2 separate regions of the Mus musculus genome follow, and region 1 is linked to region 2. The links are chromatin contacts, called in public HiChIP or PLAC-seq maps. All regions are on one chromosome and are shown on one strand. The core of a region is the stretch at or near the end of the contact, and the rest is flanking DNA. Distances in the headings are between cores, read along the strand shown. Region 1 overlaps Hgd (homogentisate 1, 2-dioxygenase). Region 2 holds the start of Stxbp5l (syntaxin binding protein 5-like).

Region 1 (3,273 bases), core at 488-2,987, 230 kb before region 2:
AAAGATGAGGGATTCAAGGACACTCTAGCTACAAAGCAAGTTCAAGGTCAGCCTGGGCTTCATGAGACATTGTCTCAAAAAATAAACAAAAGAAACATATAGTATTATAGCATAGGTTGTATATTATATTATTATTTTTATGTGACAGGCCTTCTGTGAAGGGACAAAATGTTGTCATGTCTTAAAATTAATTTTATATTATTGCCTGTGATTTCATGTCCTCAGTTTACCAGGTCTCTGGTATAGTTGAAGCTAATCAACTAAATTCTTTCCATTTTGTGCCAAAAATCAATCATCTGTATCTGAAATAAGGGGGTCATTGAGGGGTCTCAATCTTGGCTTCTCCTTGTGATGAGTCATCTTCTTTTTCAGATCATATTAGGAGGCCTCTATGTTATGTTTCCCACGTCACTCTTAGAGACCCGGACAATGTTAAATTTCCATTGCTAGCTGAGGAGGTGCACAATCTCGAGAGTCAAACACTTGGGGGGTTTTAACCGTGGTTCTGCCACATAGCACCATGAAGTAATTATCACCATCTGACCTGTTCCCATGCTATGTAATTGCCAGTACCTTAGTGTGTAATAAAGACAAAAGGGTGTATGCAATGTACCTAAGGCTGGCCTTGGCTATCAACTGGTGCTCCATAACTCTACACTCACTCCCTGGCTACCAACAATCTTACTGTACCTGTTTGCAAGCAAACAGCTTGCCCTGGAATTTATTAATCACAGTGTAACCACCTGGCACTCGACGATCTTCATACCAGGCAACGGGAATCAAGAAATCTCGAGGATTGGCCAAGCCATTTGCTCCTAGAAAACACAGGAACCCAAACTCCATTTAGGTATTTCCAAAGTCGAAGGAAAGAGGCCCACAAGGGAATCTTCTTCTGTGTCACAAGCCATGCCACAGGTTACTTTCTTCACCAAAATCCTTGCTAGATTCCCAGTCAGGGCTCTATAGCTCAGTGCCTGTCTAGTGTATGTGAGGTCCTAGGTTCAACCCCAAGCACTCCGGAATCTGTTGGATCCCAGTTTGGTAGATGTGTCAGAAGAGCTTAGAGATTTGGTTGGAAAAGAAAATTTCAAAAGTCCTCATAAGCAGTGCCATGTCCTGGAACTGAAGAGTGATTATGTTCATATGGCTTTTGTATGTGTGTTACATGTGAGGAAAAGGGAGAGGGAGAGAGGGGAGGATCCAAGGAAACTGCAGATGTCTGTCCAAGGAAGCACTGGGGACTCTCCTACATATCCTCAGACCCTGATCTCATACAAAAAGGTTATTAGCTACTGTCCCAGGCAGGCCTCTGTCAGCGAGCCAGAACTCAAAAGCCAGAACTATAAAGCTGCTGTCCAGCCTAAAAAAGTATCTGCTTGCCATTCAGGGAGGAAGAACTGACAACCTGCCTGCTTAGCTTTGTTCAGGAGTGAGTGTTCCCTCCAGAGAAAGGAAATAAATCAAAAAGACAAAATATGAAAAAGCGTAAGTGCAAAAACATAATTTAACTCAGAGAGGAAAGGCCTGGGGAGTGTTTTATCATTTCCAGCTCCTGGGGTTAAAAAAAAAAAAGCGCCCAGCTGGTTAGTAAATTATATATATTTTCCAGAGGGTACATGCTCTGTGGAACCTGGAGGCTCTGCTGCCTGCACAGCAGCAGGAAGCTAGACCAAAGTGGGAAGAGTGGGTGGCAAGCAGGATGACAGACGGCCCACCATGGCTCCAGCTGCCTCTCTGCTGCCTCCCACCTTCCTCTGAATATTTGGAGCCCCAGGGGAGTGACCAGAAGGCACATGCTGGCCTGTCCTTGTTGCTCTGAAAAGCTGTTGACAGGGAAAGAAAGAACTGGAAGGTATGGCCCAAGCAGAAACCAGTGGCCGATTTCTCCAGCTCTCCTCAAGAGAGGCTTGAGAAAAACTGCTTCTAAGTTCATCTCTTCCCTCCCGTGCATCCTCCCTTCAGCTGCTGGAAGACTAGGAGCTGGGAGAGCTTGTCTGGAAGCTTTAATCTGTCGCACAGAGACTGTTGTTTCCAGCTCCCTCATAGAATGTAGGAATATGCTTGTTACTGTTAAGTGTATGGATTTTGTGAAGTGTGCTCAGAAGGAATGTGACGTTCAAAGATCATGTGTCACCCAGTTCAGTTCATATTTCCAAGGCAATAGACTCCATGACATTTTTTATGGCTGGAAACACACAGCTCATTGACTGAAGAAAACATTATTCACAAAGCTTATTCTCATCTGATACATTTGCTTAAGCTGTTCCCTTTCCGCTTTACTTCTCTTTAATATGCCATCAACAATTAATTGAATCTCAGGGCCAAGGAGCTCAGATGGTAAAGTCCTTGAGTAGCAGAAAGCCCTGGGTTCAGTGCCCTGCACCGCATGGGGCTGGGCATGGTAGCAAACACCTATAATCCCAGCACCCAGGAAGAAGTTCAAGGCTGTTCTTATCTATACAGAGAATAAGAGGTCAGCCTGGGCTATGAGAGACTCTGATTTAAAAAAAAAAAAAGAATTTAATCAAGTCTCAAATCTCATCTTTGGTAAAGCTATTTTTGTTAACCCCTTTTGCATCCCTTATAATATAAACATCTAACCAGAAACCCATTAAATGACTTTATTGCCATTGTTCTATCTTATTGTTTTAGAGGAACGTATAATAGATTGGTTTGGACCATTTTCTATTGTTCATATATCTTGTAGGCAGGCATTTTGTCTAAGGAAGTTGTCTGAAGGGGGAAGTTGAAGTTTGAGTGTGAGAGCCAGGAAGAGATGGGAGGAGATGAATCTCAAGCAAGGCTTGGGGTGAAGATTTACCGATGGGTCCCAGGTCAGGTAACTCAAAGTGGACACCATAGACCTCCAGGATGTAGCCCCTGGTCTCCTCAAAGACATCGACGCTGAATCGCATTCCTCTCTGGAGGACAGAAGCGTGGCATCATCAATCATATTCTTGCAGTTATATGCAGAAATAAAGTGCTTGTGTTCCCAAGGATGCTGTTCCAGGTGAGCAGATTAAAGATGGGCCACAAAGGAAAAAAAATCTAATTCCTAATCATACCAATAATTAATGTCTTATTGGGTCCAGAGATAACAGCAGCCCCCAGTTAGCCACAACTCAATATATTTGTGAATACCTTCACCGTCTCCTGTCTCTGACACAGCCTGAAGCAGACTACTAACACTTAGGGAAAGGAAGTGGTAACCACTCTCTGCTTGGTGATTGTGCGCTATATTAAACAAAGCAGGCACCAAGCCCGCTTACCCCG
Region 2 (3,486 bases), core at 839-3,338:
ATTTATTGGAAACGTGTATATTTTGACACAACATTTCTTCTACTTTTCATACCTATTTGTCATCCCATCTGGACTGCTGTGTGTTTTATAGCTTTTTTTTTTAACTTAGCAGGTTGTTGAATTCCCTTCATGATCTTTGTTAACTTGTTTAATATGCTTTTCCTTTATCAGTTCTGGTTTTTTTTTTTTTTCATAGAATACATTTGTGATAGTATGATGCTTGTGATGAGTGACCTAAGTTTTGTTTGTAAACATTTTATGTCTCTTTGCTGAACTGGAATATCTTCTTCCTTCACTTTTACCAAAAGGCCAGACCTCCACATGCTGTGGGCTTGTTTTCATATTGACCCTTAAGTAGGTAGGTCAAATTTTGCTGAAGCAAAGAAAGCATTCTAAATCCATCACTCTATTTAATAATGGTTAACTCACCAAATCGCCTCCTTTCAAAGAAAAGCTAGACGTAAAAAGAGGAAGAAAATCTTTTAGCTCTCATTAACTCCGATGTTTGGAAATGAACAATGGGCCAGAAAGGAAAAAAAAAAAAAAAAAAAAGGCAACAGGAGACAGCAAAAGACAGGTATTGTTAGGTATCTGATATAGGATTTAGAAGCACTTCAAGATCCAGTTTATAACACATATGAAATTTGTTTCCATACTTATTTTTCACTCCTCCCAAGCATGATAAGTTAGATATCATCTCATAAATCTTTATCTTATAGCCAGTAACTAATCCATTGTCTAAAGCCCTTTGAATGCTCTTTCTAAGAGAAATACTGTGCCAGGTACTAAATTAACTAGAAGCACAAAGTTCTACTCCTTAATGGTTATTAAGAAAATCACTATCTGGGTTTGACCGTGAAAGTGTGAGAGGGTTACAAAAAGAAGTGCTGCAAGTGTTAAGGAGTAGAACATTCAAAATGAGAATGTGAATACCGAGCTGAGTTTCCGAAAATCTGAGCGCGATTTGATCGCCATGGTTTCTTTGCTATTTGCCTGAGTAATTCATAAGGCATTCAAGTCTTCCCTTTCTCCCCTCTCATCTCTGACAGAGAAAGGGATGGGTCTGGAAGTGGTGTTTCATACCTAAGATGTAGGACAGTAAATATTTGGGACGATTTCTAATGATCCCTGTTGCTTAGATTAAAGTGTACAGTTAGTTATGGACCTTGAGCCTTTTACCAAAAGCCAGTCAGGGCTCAGAACTACATCACCTTCTTCACAATGGTGCGATGTTTCTTTTTCCTGTATGGAATAGAGTATTTTCCAAAATGATTCAAATGAGAAAAAAGCTTAAGATGCATCTTGTCATGATTTGAGAGAAATGTTTCCTCAAAAATTTAATTTGTCTATGTGGAGAAGGGGAACGCTGGTCTATTTCCATAGGCTGTATAAAGTAGGCAAATCATTTCCTTAAGATTTGGAAGCCAACATTTCCACCGAAAACCAATTCATTTTGGTACAGATGACTTAATGGAGAGAACTAACAGTTTGTAGGGATTATTTACAAATCTACGTTCAACGCATATAGCAGGGCAGCGAGATCGTCTATTAGATGCACCTGGCCCTGGTGAGCAGAAATAGATTCAAGGGGTGCTGGGGGGTGGGGGAAGGCTGCAAAATAAGCCCGGTCCAAAAGCCGGGTCCACAATACAGTCCAGAGCACGACCTAAGGTAACCCTTTCTGCAGCCTGGGACTCCCGGAGCGCAAGTTCTCAAGCTTGCAAGCATTCTATTGATTCACACTTGCGTCCTTCAACAGGTAGCACCAATTACAGCCCCCAAAGCACGGCGCCAAGGCATACTGGCTAGTATGGCTGTCAATCAAATACATCACCTACTTTCCTAAATGATCCCCTCCTCCTGTCACTGGCTTTTTCTCTGACCTATCCCCAAACTTCTTTCCTGCCTGGAATCCCTAAGACTTAGGTCAGTGGAGCTTGTGATTGGCGAGAGGATGTCCCGCCCCCCTGGTGCCCAGAGTGCCCCGCCCCCGGCGCGAGAGTCTGGGAGGGAGGAGGGTGCGGGCCGACTGGGGCGGGGCCTACCTCCCACGGCGGGGGCGGAGCCTGAGACAGACCCGCCCGCTCGGTTAGGACCTCGGAGAGCGCCAGGCACCAGGACCAGAGGGACCCGAGAAGCGGCCGGATCCGGGCTGGACCTTCGCCCGCCTGTGAGCCTGCAGCCTCCGCGCCCTCCGCCTCACGGGCTGGCCGGCGGCTAGTGGCGTCTGAGGAAGGTGCTAAGTCTGGGGTCCCCAGGGACACCCGTGCTGTCCCATCGCGGCTTGCCCTCACACCTGTGCGCACGCCTGTGTGTGTGTGTGTGTGTGTGTGTGTGTGTGTGTGTGTGTGTGTGTGTGTGTGCCTGTGCAAGAGGGAGAGCGCGCCCGCGCAGCTGTCTGAGGTGCGTGTGGCTTCCCGGCTGTCTGTGAGGGCTCCAGGGCTCGTAGCCCGCGGTGGTAGCCTCAGCGCCCTGCTTGGCTGGGAGGGAGCGAGAGAGCCAGCTCTGCGCGCCCCGCAGGCTGAGGCGGGACTCGGGCCGCAGGCGTCACCGCCTCACATCCCCCGGAGAGCCGCTGCTGTGCAGAGGGGGAGCCGGGCGGGGAGGGGACACGGGAGACCAGAGGCGGGAGAGGGGCAGAAGAGAGGAGCTGGGGACAGGTGGAGGCAGGCGGTCCCCGCTCGCCCCTCCCGTCGGCTGTGGCCGTGAGTCACCGCAGATGTTTTGGGGTCTAGGTTTTTGGGTATATGGGATGGAAAAAAGCCATTTTTTTTCCTGTCCCCTAGTTTCTATTGAGAAAAAGGAAGCTTTGAAGATGATGGGATTGTGTGGGGGGGAGCCCCAAACATGGTGGAAGAGTAAATACTGGTTCCCCTACAACATCGTTTTTTCCGATAATAAAAATTTATGAGTTGACCCTGAAGAAGGAAAGCCCCCCTTTCAGAACAGTCCATAGGGTCTTGGTCTGTTGGGCTCTGGTTTGATTGTATAATAATGATGATATAATGCTAATGACGATGATGACACGGCCTTTTATTTTTACCCCAGTGCTGATAAAGCATAGCTACAGCTGGGGATAAAGCCCTTGAAAATCTGAATGTGCGAAGGAAGGAATACTGTTGCTCTTGGAGTTGTGTTCTCTTTATCTTATAAAGATATCCCTTTTAAAGTTAAAATTTGAGGACATGAAGCCCGAACCCCTCTTCCCCGTCGATTACATCCAATGCTCATAAAATGGGGACTAGCTACTCCTGCCTTGACTAATGAAAAGATAGAGGCTTTTGCCCCGTAAAATTCCATGTTTGTGACCACTTCTCTTTTCCTTTTAATTTTTCGACAGTGTTTAAAATGAAGAAGTTTAATTTCCGAAAAGTTTTGGATGGCTTAACTGCCTCTTCCCCTGGCAGTGGTAGCAGCAGTGGCAGTAACAGTGGTGGGGCTGGAAGTGGCTCTGTCCATCCAGGAGGGACTGCAGGGCTTCCGAGA

Evidence for each region. HiChIP or PLAC-seq counts read pairs in DNA pulled down with a chosen protein or histone mark.
Region 1: a contact with region 2 is called in an H3K4me3 HiChIP or PLAC-seq map of neural tube, with 4 times the contacts expected there. The contact joins the enhancer-like site here to the promoter of Stxbp5l in region 2. A contact is called at or near these places in 2 of 39 promoter capture datasets (liver and trophoblast stem cells), 2 of 484 Hi-C or Micro-C datasets (cerebellar granule neurons and cerebral cortex), 1 of 115 datasets of contacts at active chromatin or transcription factors (neural tube) and 1 of 9 other capture datasets (adipose tissue).

Annotation. Positions count from the first base shown.
Region 1 is chr16:37,616,400-37,619,672 of GRCm38.p6, reverse strand. Hgd (homogentisate 1, 2-dioxygenase) reads right to left here. Exons shown (of 14, transcript NM_013547.3): 9 at 2,822-2,921; 10 at 691-815. Among named protein-coding and RNA genes, the nearest start is that of Gm46559, 20 kb to the right of the region's middle. Within about 2 kb of position 1,737, at least 42 of the 459 cell types and tissues checked have an H3K27ac peak or open chromatin away from gene starts, as enhancers often do. A contact at or near this core is called in cerebellar granule neurons, cerebral cortex and neural tube, where this site is marked.
Region 2 is chr16:37,383,560-37,387,045 of GRCm38.p6, reverse strand. Stxbp5l (syntaxin binding protein 5-like) reads left to right here and starts at 2,088. Exons shown (of 28, transcript NM_172440.3): 1 at 2,088-2,236; 2 at 3,341-3,486. The coding sequence starts at 3,349.